Linked DNA regions of Mus musculus: regions 1, 2 and 4 are each linked to region 3. A link is a contact called in public HiChIP or PLAC-seq data. All regions are on one chromosome and are shown on one strand. Each heading gives the region's core, a stretch centred on a gene start, on an enhancer-like site or on the middle of the called end of the contact. The rest is flanking DNA. Distances are from core to core; before and after follow the strand shown.

Region 1 (3,550 bases), core at 197-2,696, 700 kb after region 3:
TTCAGCCCTATATATCATTCTAGTACCCCTTTCCAGACTGGACTAAGTAGGAATTTGGTTTCCCGCCTGAGGCAGTTATACTTTGGAGGTGGCATAGCCTTTCTCACCTGGACTGCAGGGTCTGGCTCTAAGTCACAGTGCTCCTTTCTCCACACTGTATCCAAGTTGCCTCCCAGAGGAGCCACCAGTTCTTATGGGTGGCAGTGGGTGGGGGTGGGGGGGTCTCTTCTCTCCAGCTGACTAAACATTTTTCTGTACCAGTTAATTTTTCCAACTAATAGAATAAAGGCAGTTTTCTAAATTTCCTGTATTCTCTTGTGTGTTGCTTTCGCCGGAAAGACTCCCCTGGAGAGGCTTCTTGAATGGCACCAGCTCCTCCTACTCCCTCCCTCTTCTAGACTAACCTTTTGTCTCCTCCCAAGAACATGGAAGTGGTTTCCCTGTGACACGTTCAAATCTAAAAAGTGGAGTGGAAGCCGGGTGTGGTGGCGCAGGCCTTTCATCCCAGCACTCGGGAGGCAGAGGCAGGTGGATTTCTGAGTTCGAGGCCAGCCTGGTCTACAATGTGAGTTCCAGGACAGCCAGGGATATACAGAGAAACCCTGTCTAAAAAAGACAAAAAAAAAAAAAAAAAAAAAAAGTGGAGTGGAATGTCATAGAGGGGACATGAGGGGCTGGGTTTTCTGGACTAAGACCAAACTGCACTGGGGGCAGGAATCTAGGACCACTAGAAGCACGTGTTCTGAGAGGAGCTAGGTTAGAGTCTGGAGCAGGGAGTCCTGCACTGCTGTCCACCCTTACAAAAACAACCAAAAGAAATTGCCTTTGATAGCGCTGTTAGTGCTACTAAAAAAAAGTCAGGCATGGGTGGTACAAGCCTTTAGTACCAGCACTCGGGATGAAAGCAAAGAGACAGGTAAATCTCTTGAGTTCTAGGCCTGCCTGGGCTACTGAACAAGCCTTAGTACAGCCAAGACTGCATACAGAAACACTGATGAGATGGAGACACCCCCCAAGACAAAACAAAACGAAAACATGCACTTGGAGTTCCAGGCGAGCCAGGGCTCTGTAGAGACCTTGTCTCAGAAACAAAACACTGGCCACCTGATGCGACGCAGCTCCTCTTGAGTTCAATTCCCAAATTATCACCGAGTGGAAGGAGAGAACCAACTCTGACCTCAACATGCATGCTCCTTCGATTTAATTAAACAATAAGTGTAATTAAACTTATGTTTTTAAAACCCTATAACCTTATGACTAGAAACGTGTGGGTAAAGTTACACAATATAAGGGAGCTGTGCGTGAGCTGCTTTAGCCGTTGTTATTGCCAGAGGCCATCTTCCTAGGCGGGACTCTAGACTAATTAAGAAACGGTTGAGTAAGACAGAGCTGGAAGATCCCCGCCTAAGCAAGCAGCTTCCTTCCAGACTAGTGCTACAGGAGCTAGACCAGACCCGCCCTAGGCACCTCCAGGCGCTTTAGCCCGGCCGCACCCTCTTCCCTGTTCCTCGATGGGGGGAGGGTAGAGGCCGGATAAGGCGGGACCCTGAGACTTAGAGCTGGCTGCCAGCCGGAAAGAAAGCGATGCCACGTGATCTCAGCACCATCCAGTTAAAAGGAGGTGCAGGGCCCTGTGAGCGCTAGTACGGATTCCACGTTTGAGTCCCAACATCTCCAGTATGTGTGCTGCTCGGCTCTCCGCGGCGGCACAGTCCACCGTGTATGCCTTCTCCGCGCGCCCGCTGACGGGCGGGGAGCCTGTGAGCCTGGGCTCCCTGCGGGGCAAGGTGCTGCTCATTGAGAATGTCGCGTCTCTCTGAGGCACCACGATCCGGGACTACACCGAGATGAACGATCTGCAGAAGCGTCTGGGACCTCGTGGACTGGTGGTGCTCGGTTTCCCGTGCAATCAGTTCGGACACCAGGTATATGGGGCGAGATGGGTGGCCTTGGGCTCTAGGCTCCCACGGGCGGGACACCGCTTACTTTCTCCTCTGGTACTACAGCTGGAATGCAGGCCTATCCTCGGTTATACAAGGAGGGCAACTTCCTGGTGACTCATCGGGAAACCTCTGTTTTGCAGTTAAAAAGCACATTCTTTCCGAAATCCTAGCACATAAATAAATGCCTTTGTCTTCCCTAGGAGAATGGCAAGAATGAAGAGATTCTGAATTCCCTCAAGTACGTCCGACCTGGTGGCGGGTTCGAGCCCAATTTTACATTGTTTGAGAAGTGCGAAGTGAATGGTGAGAAGGCTCACCCGCTCTTTACCTTCCTGCGGAATGCCTTGCCAACACCCAGTGACGACCCCACTGCGCTCATGACCGACCCCAAGTACATCATTTGGTCTCCGGTGTGCCGCAACGACATTGCCTGGAACTTTGAGAAGTTCCTGGTGGGCCCCGACGGTGTTCCCGTGCGCAGGTACAGCCGCCGCTTTCGTACCATCGACATCGAACCTGACATAGAAACCCTGCTGTCCCAGCAGTCTGGCAACTCCTAAGGCGGCCCTGGCATTGGCTTGGTGATTACTGGCTGCACTCTGGGGGGCGGTTCTTCCATGATGGTGTTTCCTCTAAATTTGCACGGAGAAACACCTGATTTCCAGGAAAATCCCCTCAGATGGGCGCTGGTCCCATCCATTCCCGATGCCTTTCCACCTAATGAAAGGTGGTTTCACTACTAAGAATAAAGTGCTGAATATCAGAATTGTTTGTGTGTCCTGTGTCATTGTCACCTTTTGGATAGCCTCATAGTCAGGGATAAGGAACTCAATCCCAGAGCCTAAACGTCCCTTTCCCCGCCCCTTATGCTTTTCTTTCTCCCTGTCCCAGGACATGGTTAAGGTCAGTCTTGAGTCGCCGTTACAGCAGAGGCCATACTCCAGAAGGAGGAAGCCAGTAGACAAGGGCAGACTGCCTAACGGTTAAGGCCACCCTAACCCCAAACGTGAACTTCTCCTTTCTGAGTTTTTGGTGGATGAGGAAGTGACTGTGTGCCCCTGTTCACACAAGACTCTAGAAATCTAGATCTTTGCCCACAGAAGTCTGTTTTGCACAGCTGCAACAGCCTTGCACAGTGTTACCAGCTTCTCTTTGCTGCATGAACCCACACTGCTACTCAGTGCCTTAATTTATGCTGGGTGTTGTGAGATTCCGACGGAAAAGGTGGAAGGCAGGTGTAGAGTGTGTGGCAGGAGGGGTGGGGGGTGTGTGTCCTGAGACCAGCCTGGGCCTACTTGAGGCAGAAAAAATGATTGTCAAACCTTGCAAGTTTACACATTTGGGCCTAGAATAGGACATATCTTAAAACATACATATCTTAAAGGCCAACAGCTACTGCTTGGGCCCCACCCTTTAAATATCTCAAGACACACCTGGAGCTGTTTCTTATCATAACCTCCCAGACACTCTGCAGTAACTAGGTTCAGTTGTTTTCTTAGGAACATGAATCCAGAGACTTGTGGGTAGTATGAAGCAATCTAGAGTGGTCTACAGGCTATTGCCATCCTGGTATGTGTGCCTAATTGGTGACTTTAAGGGCCTCTTAC
Region 2 (3,427 bases), core at 388-2,887, 560 kb after region 3:
CTGTTTCTCAGGCTAAAACCCAAAACAAGCATCTCATCACACAGCGAGATGGGCAGTGTGTCCAGGGCTAAGAGCTGCGTGGTACTCAACTGCATTACTGTCAAAGCAAATGTAAAACGGGCCAGTTCCTCCTCTAAAAGCTACATTCATGGGCTGGCCTGTTTGAGATGGCTTCAGGCTACTGACATCTCTGCATCACTGTGAGTTATCTAAGAAAAGACTCCTGAAGAAATCAACACAGGAGGCACAGTTGGGTGTCTGAAAAAGCAAACATTATTCTTCCTTGGAGTTTCTGTGTACCAGAAAAGGCAAAGCAACATAGATATTGGCAGCTTTGAATGGAGATAGAAACACCTCCCCCCAAGGGGGACGATACTCCCCAGGCCCAACTGGTGTAAAAATAACGCCTTCCGTTTTACCCTGTCATCTCTTGGTAGTCTTGAGTCGGCTGACACAGGCCAACATTCACATCCTCCGCCTTCCATGCCACTTGTTTTTGCAGAATCTGGGTTTGGCAAACCCTGAAACAAGCTGGGCTCAAAAATATTTGGCCAGATCTATTTGGTTTAAACCAGTCTATGTGGATTTTGGCTTTCCCACTGGCCGGAGGTGTTGAGCTAAATCATTAAGCCATGAGTTCATATCTGGTGGGAGGTAATTCAATAGCGTTTTCTGCCTCACCTGAAAGTGTTCACAAACCCTTGACGAAAGCACATGACCGCGAGTATTATAGGGCCTGATAGTATCCGGTGGGCAATTTTCCTTTCCTCAGAGACAGTGACAGGCACGAAATGCTTGAGGAAAGCAAAGGACCAAGTTCATGGCTCAACTATTCCCATCTTTCCCTATTCCTAGCAGTGACACTTATCTTCCCTGACAGCCACTCCCATTGTGCTCTTTCTCGACCCAACACAATGGACATATGCAGACGCTGGCAGACAGGGAGGATGTCTTCCATCCCATTGCTCCCCTGTGCAGAGGGACCAGACTAAGGTTACATAAGCCCCTCCTGAGCTGTTGGGCCCCTGCGCTATGGGGAAGAGAATTGGGGGATTGTGACGAAGTCACGGTCTGCAGGCCCTGACTAACCCTGTACTCACCATCCTGTCCTGTCAAGGCGGGGCGGCTGGAGAACCTAGGGTTGCCCACCTTGACCACCCAGCTCACGCCAATCTGGCAGGATTCGCAGTGCAGGCAGACCCGAACCTGCTGTCCACTAGATCGTGGGATTCCAGGCCCCGGCCCCAGATTCGGACCACAGCTCCCTGCCCCCCAGGAGCCCAGACGCGCGCTCTTACCTGCCCGGGCCGGGGCCGGGGCCAGGGCCGGGGACCGGACCGAGACCAGGGGTCGGGGGTCCCGCCGCTCGCGCAGCGCCAGCCACGGGGAGCTGTCCGCCGCCAGCTAGTGCTGAAGGCGGCTTCCCTGCTCCGGGGCCCGGACCCAGACCAGAGCCTCCGGGCGGCAGCGGCCCTTCGCCCGCGCCGCCCTCCAGGCTGGCCTCGTTGCCCATGGTGGGCAGGCGGGCGGGCGGGGTCGGGGTCGCACTGCGCCCGGGCCGGCGGCTCCCGGGCGGCGCTCACACTCTCCGCTCCACCGCAGCTGCCGCCATCTCCCAGCTCGGCTCGCACAGCCGCCTGCTGCTGCGCATGCGCGTCGCGCGCGCTCCTGCCCTGCACACGCCCCCCCCCCTCCCCGCGCGCGCTCACGCCAGCCCGCGAAGACTCGTGTCCACGCACCAGCCTCGGGGTCGCCGGGAAAAGGCCTCCGGAACCCGCGCATGCGCCCTCCGCAGCCAACGCGGCCGGCGGGTGTTGAATGAAGGCCGGCGGCCTCGGGTGGCTGGCTGCAATCTGCTGGACCACTTTGGAGGTTCACTAGACCTTAGAAGCGACTAAGAGCCTTGAGTGGTGGCCTACGTCTGTAATGCCAGTCAATAGGAGATTGAGGCAGGAAAATCAAGGTCATCCTTAGTTACGTAGTGAGTTCGAGGCCAGCCTACACCAAACCATTTTAAAAGAAAAAAAACCGGGCCAGCAAAAGGGACCAATAGGTAAAGATGCTTGCTCCAAGTTTGATGCTGTGAGTTAGGAGCCCACATGGTGAAAGGAAAGAACCGACTTCCACGTTGTCTTCTGCTCTCCACATCCTCCCATTCCGTCAGCTATACACATACACAAATAAAAATGTCTTCCGTTAAAGTATAGTCTAGAGAGATGAATTAGCAGTTAAGAACTTTTATTGCAGCCGGACTTAATGGCACACGCCTTTAATCCCAGGATTTGAGAGGCAGAAGCAGGAGGATCTCTGAGTTCGAGGCCATCCCGCTCTGAGAGAAAGTTCCAGGAGAACCAAACTACACTGAGAAATGCTGCCTTAAACAAACAAACAAACAAACAAACAAATGACATGATTTTTAAAAAGGGAGAGAGAAGAAAGAGGGAGAGAGGGAAAGGAAAAAGAGAAATAGACAAAAAGAAAAGGCAGGGGAAAATGCCACAAGGTGGCATAGCGCTGTCCACGGCCTGAAATCTGGCACTTTCTATCCATAAGGACCATACATCGTGGTACACACCTTTCTTCCGAGCGCGTGGGAGCAGAGGCAGGCAGATCTCTGTGAGACTTCAGGCTTATCTATATAGCATGTTCTGGGGCAAGCTATTGTGAGATATAGCAGGAGGCTGTCCTGGTAGGTAAAGCATAGAACAGGCTCTGTGAGAGACTTGCAGGATGCAGATGAATGGGAGTCTGTTCAGAGGTGTAAAGTGATTGAGATGTTGGGGCCAGACCGTCAGGGGCTGGATATTGCTGTGGGGAAAACCAAATAGTAGTGAGCATCGTCTGGGATTCATACTGAGGCTGAGTCCCATAGACCCAGAGTCTCGGGAAGCACCCAAGGGAGAGAGGGTGTACAGAGTCAGGTGAAATTGGGGCCAGAGAAGAGAAGTTATTGGTGGCCTTCTGCTGTGGCCCTCGGGGACTGTCCAGAGGGTTGTAAATTTCCCTCATTAGCCTGAGACCTTAGTAAACTTTCTCGTCCTCATTTGAAGGGAGGAAAGAAAGGCAAGACAACCAAAGCAACATAGTAGTGTCTGGTACTACGTGGGGCCAGTGTCACTTTCTGTCCAAGGGAACTGTTAGAAAGGACCTTCCTTTGAGTAGCCTAAGTGGGAGGCTGGCCTGGTAGGGACAGGCAGCAAAGCCCCTGTCTCCTTATAAGGGCCTCAGATGTTCTCCTGAGAAAGAATGACTGTAAAACCCAGACTATATTCTAAACCATCTGTGGCTCTAAATCATGGCTATGTAGGAGGGCTTAAGTAACTTGACTGCATTTCAGAAATCTATATCATTCTCTTAATACTGAAGAATGTATTAAATATCAGAAGTTCTAACCTCTCATGTTGTGGTAGTGGTGGCTTTTGTCTTT
Region 3 (3,368 bases), core at 193-2,692:
ACACGGGGCTACAGGCAGCAGACTCCTTACCAGCCCCTCATTCAGCTTGCCCACCACCCCCACATCACAGTATTCCTCTGGGGAACCAACAGGTCTACTCAGTATCCTAGGCCATATCCCTGGCGTTCCAGCCCCGAGTGTGAGAAGCCCAGCAGCCGTCAGCAGATCTCTCCAGGCCGGCACACAGGGGCAGCAATATGTCGGTTGGTTCACTACTTCCACTTCCCCCCCATCCCAGCAGCCACCATCTTCCTTGGCCTTGGAAGTGACAACAACCCTAACTCCTCCATGTTCCCTCCTATTGCCCAGACTCCCCTGGCCCTGGCCCAGACAAGCCTTGGATCCCAGGGAATGGAACTTCCCGCAAATGCTAGAGGCCTGGCCCCTGTTTCCCAGTGTGACTCTCAGAGTCAGACCAACCTCTTGCAAAGGGTCTGCCCAGCTCAGCCTAGGCCCACCCCAGCCCCTGGTGCCCCTCCTCCTATCAACAAGGCCCACCTGGGGCAGGAGGGCGCAGAAGCAAGGGAACGGCAGAGTGTGAGAAAAGCCTTAAAAGAGGGGCAGATGATTTGGGGGTTGATACCTGCAGAGAGAGGGAGGGAGAGAGACAGAGAGAGAGAGAGAGACACACACACACAGAGAGAAAGAGAGATCTGGTGACCTGGAACAGAGGCCCTGCGGGGAATCCTGCTACAGAGAACTTGAGAGTAGTCAGTTTCCCTCTTAAAGAGGTTCTTGAAGGGTCAGAGTGCAAAGAGGGAGAATACAGATCCCAGAGTAAGGAAAAGAGGGAGTGGGTCGAGGCTTGACCAGGGTCCCAAGGAATGCTCGTGCCAAGAGAAATAGAACAGGTGGGGCTTGAAGGTGGGAGCCGGCAGGGTGCTGAGGGTTTAAGAAAAGCCTGAGAAAGTGCGGAAATACACGGCAGGGTCTGAGTTCTCTTGAGACTGGATAACAAGGGGGGGGGGAGATAGTCATACAAGGTTTGGTGTGTGGGATCTGGGATGAGTTGAGGGTCTGAATGAAGTCTGGACTAGGATTATAAATCTAGACCAATCCAGAGTTTCGGATCTTAAAAGGGTGGCTCCTACTGGTTTCAAGCGCAGGTGTAGGGTGCAAGGCCAGGCTGAGCAGTTTCAGGTCCTTGTCTGGGGATTAGCGTAGAGAGTCAAGGGTCCCAGAACGGGGCGCTGCCTCACCTAACAGAAGCAACTTCACCTCCCGCGCCGCCTTCTCGCCGTCCTCCCGCAGGTTCTTGTCGATCATTTTAGAGCGCTCGGCTGCCGCCTTGTCCTCGGCGCTCACGGTGCAGCCCATCCTGCCGTCCGCCGGCCCGGCCTGGCCCCCACACGGCCCACGGCCCGGCTCGGCCCCGCCCGACCCACTCCGCTCCCACCGCCGGCCCTCTGCGGGAAGCTCTCAGGTCCGCAGTTCCGAGCGACTGCGGGAGGCGCCTTCCCGGCCGCCGCGCACCGACGGCGGGGCGGGCCAGGGGTGGGGCCCGGGCGAACCAAGCCCGCGACTGGGCCGGGGCGGGTCTGGAGGAGGGGCCGAAGGAAATTTAGGGATGGTGATTGGTTGGAGGGCGGAGCCAAGGGAGAAGTTAGGCTCAGTCCAGCCTTAGGCGCAAGCTGAGAGCGGGGCCGCAACGAGGGAAGACACCAAGGGTAGAGCTAACACAGGCTTAGGCCTCTGGGCGGGCTGCAGGAGGAGCTAGTCTCCGATTGGATGCTGAGAGCCTGAGGCTCTGTTTCTGGACTGTAGGACTAGTTGATCTAGTAGCCCAAGGGTCAGGACTACCTGCCCTCGCCACAGGCCAAATAGAAACCAGGACTCTGAGCATTTGTGAATTATGAGAGTAAGATGGAGGAGGTGTGTCTTCTTCACTTGCTAAAACTGAGCCTATAAACTTATTTGGAGATCTACTAAACTCTGCGGAGGGTCACATGATCTCTTTCTGGACCTCGATTTTCTTTAAAGCAGCGCCCCCTCCTCTTCTGTGTAGGTTGCACCACATTAAAAACAAAAAGAGTTCACTGCCGCCTTTACACCTTTGAGTGGACTATCTTCTGTCATCTAAACGTCGTCCTTTTGCCTGATAGGTTGGGAACCTTTCTCCTGCAGGCAGCAATCCGGGGCTTCAACCAGAGACCAATGAGACTGGACTCTAGGAGAGATAGACAAGAGAGAGTTGTCATTGGACTTAAGGAAACAAACGTTGCCATGATCCTATAATCTGTTCCTTCCATCCTCTGTCAGCTTCTAGAGGCTTCTTCAGTTCCATGTCTCTTCTGGGTAGTGGCTGTGATCCTGTGGCTGTGCAAAGGTGGAAGTGGAGCTATTTCCAATCTTTGTGATCTGCTTTTTAAGAGGGGCCTATGACCCACCAACTTTGATTGGACGATTGAAGTGTGCAAGGTGTTCTGAGTGGCCCCAGACTAAAGCCAGAGAAGGACACTGCCATTAAGAGTTGGTCACAGGGCTGGAGAGATGACTCAGCGGTTAAGAGTGCCGACTGCTCTTCTGGAGATCCTGAGTTCAAATCCCAGTACCCACATGGTGGCTCACAACCATCCTTAATGAGATCTGACACCTTCTTCTGGTGTGTCTGAAGACAGCTACAGTGTACTTACATGTAATAATAAATAAATGGGGGGCGGGAGGGATGGCTCAGCGGTTAAGAGCATTGACTGCTCTTCCGCAGGTCCCGAGTTCAAATCCCAGCAACCACATGGTGGCTCACAACCATCTATAATGAGATCTGAGACCCTCTTCTGGGGTGTCTGAAGACAGCTACAGTGTACTTACATATAATAATAAATAAATGTTTAAAAAAAAAAGAGTTGGACACAGCCTCCTGTGAGAACAGCACTACCTGGACAAAGCGCGTGTTCCAGCTTCTACCCTCCAACTTGCTGGCTTGCTCTGGAGTGTCCGTGTGTCTCAATCATCAGAATGTCTTCCCTGTGGAGGTGTCATTAGCCTGTAATCATCCAGTGGTTCCCTCGGGGAACCTACCTGAAGCCTAAGCGGGCCCTGCCCTAGGCATGCAAGAAATAGGATAAGAACACATACTGCTACCTGTGGACAGTGCTGTTCTCTATCTATCTATCTATCTATCTATCTATCTATCTATCTATCTATCTATCTATCTATCTATCCACTTGTAGGACTTACCTCCAACGTGACAGATTCACAGAACACACCATGGACATGAGCACACACAGCCGAGCACAGTCTACTACACGCTGAAGACAGACAGATCCCTCTTCCAGCCAGCCCCTTCCCCCTCGGCCCAGCCCTGTGCTTTAGAGCTTTGCTCCTCTGGCCTCCCTAGTCTGCTCCTAGCAACAGCCAACAGCTCTCTC
Region 4 (3,592 bases), core at 770-3,269, 630 kb after region 3:
TGGCCATTCACTTTGCACTACCTTTTCAGTCTCCCCTCTCAAATGGCTCGTCCTCCTTCCTCTCAGCTGGCTGACTTTACTACCAGAGGTCTGGACATCTCTGACACTCCCGACATGCCACCAACATATCTCTTTCTAAACTCGATCTAGATTATGCCACTCAAACGATTAAAAGCATTCTCAAGCTCCTGTACCCTAAGAGGTTGGAGCTCCTATGTGCAAAGAAGGCCCAGAGCTCCCACCTGTCCAGCTGGAAGACTCCCAGGCTCTATTTTAAACCATGTACATGTGGTTCCGGGTGTACAAGCCTTTATGTCCCCCAGCTAATTCCTGCTGGCCCTGAAGGCCACGCACGGCTCAGGAAGGCTCTCTTCAGGCTACCATGCAAGCAAGCATATTCTCGTCATGGGTTCTGATTCTCATTCACTGAACCCAAAATCAGTTAAGGACAAAGCAAGATGTATTACATGGGCCCCCAAGTCCTACCCAGAAGTCCCCAGGGAGTAAAGTCAAACATTTACTAAATGAATGCATCTTGTCAAATCAGGTTTTTTAGAATGATGAGGACTTGTCCGGTGACAATTTCAACAGAGGTACATATCAACAATGCTTGCACATTCCCACCCGGTGCTGCCTGCATAGTGCTACTTACTCCTACCTTCACACAGGATCCCACACGCCTTGCAACTAACTCCCTAGTGAGATCTGATTTCTCCAATAGCCCCTATGTCCTTTAAGCACGCTGACCATGTCCTTGACTTCAAGGCAAAAAGAACTTCAATTCTCCATATTTAAACCATCGATCTGTACAACCCGTTACCGTGGAATTCTTTTTCTAAACTAGAACATTCTGAAAGTATGTCTCTTGCTCATTAAGCACAATATATACTAATATGATTGCAACACCCCATCTCCATCAGATTCCAAAACATCTGGAAGCACACCCAACTCTAGCTGGAGTTATGTTCTATAAACACCACCCTCACTTCACGAGTCTGGCTTCCACGCCAAGAACTACTTCTACTCGCTTATTTAGGGAAACAGCAGGCTGGACTCTCAAGTTAGACCTCTAGGCTATAAAGGTACTGTCCCAGACTAGGCGGACCAGTCAAAACTTCGTCATCACCACGAAAACTAATCTTGATGTAATTCAACTTAACAAAAGCTTCTCAAATTGTAGAGATTAAGAGGTGTGTTTTTAATTGCCCGTTGAGTTTGTCAATAAATGAACTTGGGAGTTATAGCAAAGGACTCTGAGTCAACATGGTGTTCCCTCTGGGAACATTTTCCAAATATACTCGCAAGTGAACCTGATTTCCCAAATACCCACTGCAAAGGTAGTAAAGGAGTCTCCCACAGAAGCGCAACCGAGGGGGAGGAAAGAACCCCAAGACTCGGAGCAGCTCAAAGCAAGAGGCGGGGGCGGCGCCCTTCCCAGCCTCTGGCAGGAGCCCCACAGTAGAGATGCCTCCTAACTGGGCCGCGACCCCCACTGGCAACCCGGAGGCAGCCCGCAGGCCGCACACGCCCGCGGCCGATGCACAGGCCCCGCGTTCCCGGGAGCGCGGGCCGGGGCCGAGGCCTGGCCCGTCGCCGCGGCGCGCAGCTCCGGCCTCAGCCTTCAGCTACCGGACGGAGAGCCGAGGGGCGGCTCCGCACGGACGGCGGCGGCGCCGCCTCCTCACCCGCAAGGACGTCCGTGGCCGTGTCCCCGCCCCGGGCCGAAAGGGAGCAGCAGCAGGTGTTCCGCGGAAGGCTCGGTCGGCTGCAGCGGGGATCCCGGCCCCAGCAGGCAGGCACCGGGAGGCAGAGGCGGGAGGCGCACTCACCCAGCACCACGGGCAGGCCGCGGCAGGTGTTCGCTCCTCCGGGCCCAGGGACACCGCCGCCACTCCCCGGGGACTCCGCGCGAAGCTACCGCCGCTGCCGCCCCCGAGCCCCAGGAGCGCGAGCGCCGCGCCGCAGCCTCCGCGCGATCACGTACCGAGCGGTGAGAGGGCGCCGAGCGCGAGGGCGGGGCGCGCGGCCGGAGCCTAGCAACCGCCTGACACGCGAGTGCCGCAGCCAATCCCACGGCCGACTCGGAGCGGCGCCGACTAGCCTTCAGCGCGCGGCCCGCTTCTGCCTGCGTCGCTAGCCCCGCAGCGCGCCGCACCCGCGCACAGGCCCCGCCCCGTCCCGCACCTCTCTGCCCATTGGCCTGTCACGCCCCCGCCCCAAAAGCCACGCCCCGACGTAGAGGCCCCGCCCCCGAAGTCGACCAAGTGGGTCCCGGGACACGCCTTAGCCAGTCCGGGTAGCTGGGAGCGCTTGCTAGCTGGGGTGGGGGAGGGGCACCTTTCCCAACTTCTCCCGAAGAATAAATCGAGGTATGGACAGGCCGGCGAACCGGTCCGGCCACAACAAGCCACCACACAGCTGCCCCCTAATTTCCTTCGAGCAAAACGCAAGCGGTATCTAAACCATTCAAACACTCAGGAAGCGCCCTCCCAATTGCAAAGGAAGAGAGGCCTTGTTACCCTCTCCTTAATATGGATGGAGAAACTAAGGCCAGATCCGGGTGGGTGGGCAGGAAGGTAACCCATTTCTTTAGTGCTGGCCATACAACAGGCTTCCCCTCCCCCTCCTTGGAAAGCTAAAATCCAATGCCTCCTCTGGAGCTCAAAATAGCTCTGACCCGCTAGCACAGGTCACTCACCCCCCGGTGGCCCACATTCTTTAGATGGGTGGTTACTGCTAGAATCTGGCCTCCCCCATTTATGGAGGGTCCTAAAGTAGTTCTTAACTCTCCTGGGCTCACCAGAGGGCCCAAACTCCAGAGACTGGAGATTTAACAAGTTACTAAACCTGACAGTGCATAATACCTGTGGAAATCAGAACTGTGGTAGGCTCTGCTCCCTTCCTAACTGACCCCACACTGCTAGAAGGAATCCATTCCTCTTTGGCCTAGGGCCAGGCTGGAGTTTCAGACACAAGCTGTTATCAGTAAACTCATTCTGAATACAGACCCGGCGGCTACTCAGCCTGGGATTCCTGCCTAAAGGACGGGCAGTTCTCTTCAGAAGAGTCTAGGAGAAAAAATTTTCAGGAAGAAATGCCCTACCTCAAATACCTGTTTGCAATTTCTCAATTCTTACGTGACTAACTCATAGAGCCTAGAAAAGGAAGAGGAACTAAAATCCAGGAGAGCAAGAGCAGGCCATCCCTTGGATGTTAATAAACTGAAGAGTTAATGGCTTCTCAGATTCTGACTTTAAGACTGTACCATTTTAGAAAGGCTGAGAATGAGCTGGCCATGGTTGCTGCCGTCTGTAATCTTTACACTCATAAAGCTGCGACTTAAGGATTGCTGTAAATTGAAGGCCAGTCAAGGTCGCATAATGAGTCTCCAGGCCAGTTTGGGCTATAGAGTGATACCTTGTCTCAAAAACTAATCAAGGGCTTCAGAGATTACTTAGACAGTAAAGACATTACTGATGACTTAAGTTGGGTCCCCACAACCCACATGGTGAAAAGAAAGAACCAACTCCAAGCACAATAAAAACATAAGATATAGGGCTGGAGAGATAGCTCAGCGGTTAAGAGCACTGAC

The links. HiChIP or PLAC-seq counts read pairs in DNA pulled down with a chosen protein or histone mark.
Region 1: an HNF4G HiChIP or PLAC-seq map of pancreatic cancer cells shows a contact between it and region 3. The contact joins the promoter of Gpx1 here to the promoter of Gnai2 in region 3. A contact is called at or near these places in 2 of 39 promoter capture datasets (erythroid cells and liver), 3 of 115 datasets of contacts at active chromatin or transcription factors (bone marrow-derived macrophages, memory CD8 T cells and pancreatic cancer cells) and 1 of 9 other capture datasets (liver).
Region 2: an H3K4me3 HiChIP or PLAC-seq map of bone marrow-derived macrophages shows a contact between it and region 3, with 2.8 times the contacts expected there. The contact joins the promoter of Bsn here to the promoter of Gnai2 in region 3. A contact is called at or near these places in 2 of 115 datasets of contacts at active chromatin or transcription factors (bone marrow-derived macrophages and pancreatic cancer cells).
Region 4: an HNF4G HiChIP or PLAC-seq map of pancreatic cancer cells shows a contact between it and region 3. The contact joins the promoter of Dag1 here to the promoter of Gnai2 in region 3. A contact is called at or near these places in 1 of 39 promoter capture datasets (fetal liver) and 3 of 115 datasets of contacts at active chromatin or transcription factors (large pre-B cells, memory CD8 T cells and pancreatic cancer cells).

What each region holds. Positions count from the first base shown.
Region 1 is chr9:108,337,634-108,341,183 of GRCm38.p6, forward strand. It overlaps Gpx1 (glutathione peroxidase 1), which reads left to right and starts at 1,447. Exons shown (of 2, transcript NM_008160.6): 1 at 1,447-1,925; 2 at 2,144-2,709. The coding sequence starts at 1,680. The coding sequence ends at 2,503. Rhoa (ras homolog family member A) reads left to right here. Exons shown (of 6, transcript NM_016802.5): 6 at 1-310.
Region 2 is chr9:108,188,746-108,192,172 of GRCm38.p6, forward strand. It overlaps Bsn (bassoon), which reads right to left and starts at 1,638. Exons shown (of 12, transcript NM_007567.2): 1 at 1,299-1,638. The coding sequence starts at 1,513.
Region 3 is chr9:107,633,901-107,637,268 of GRCm38.p6, forward strand. It overlaps Gnai2 (guanine nucleotide binding protein (G protein), alpha inhibiting 2), which reads right to left and starts at 1,443. Exons shown (of 9, transcript NM_008138.5): 1 at 1,200-1,443. The coding sequence starts at 1,317.
Region 4 is chr9:108,261,796-108,265,387 of GRCm38.p6, forward strand. It overlaps Dag1 (dystroglycan 1), which reads right to left and starts at 2,020. Exons shown (of 4, transcript NM_001276482.1): 1 at 1,830-2,020.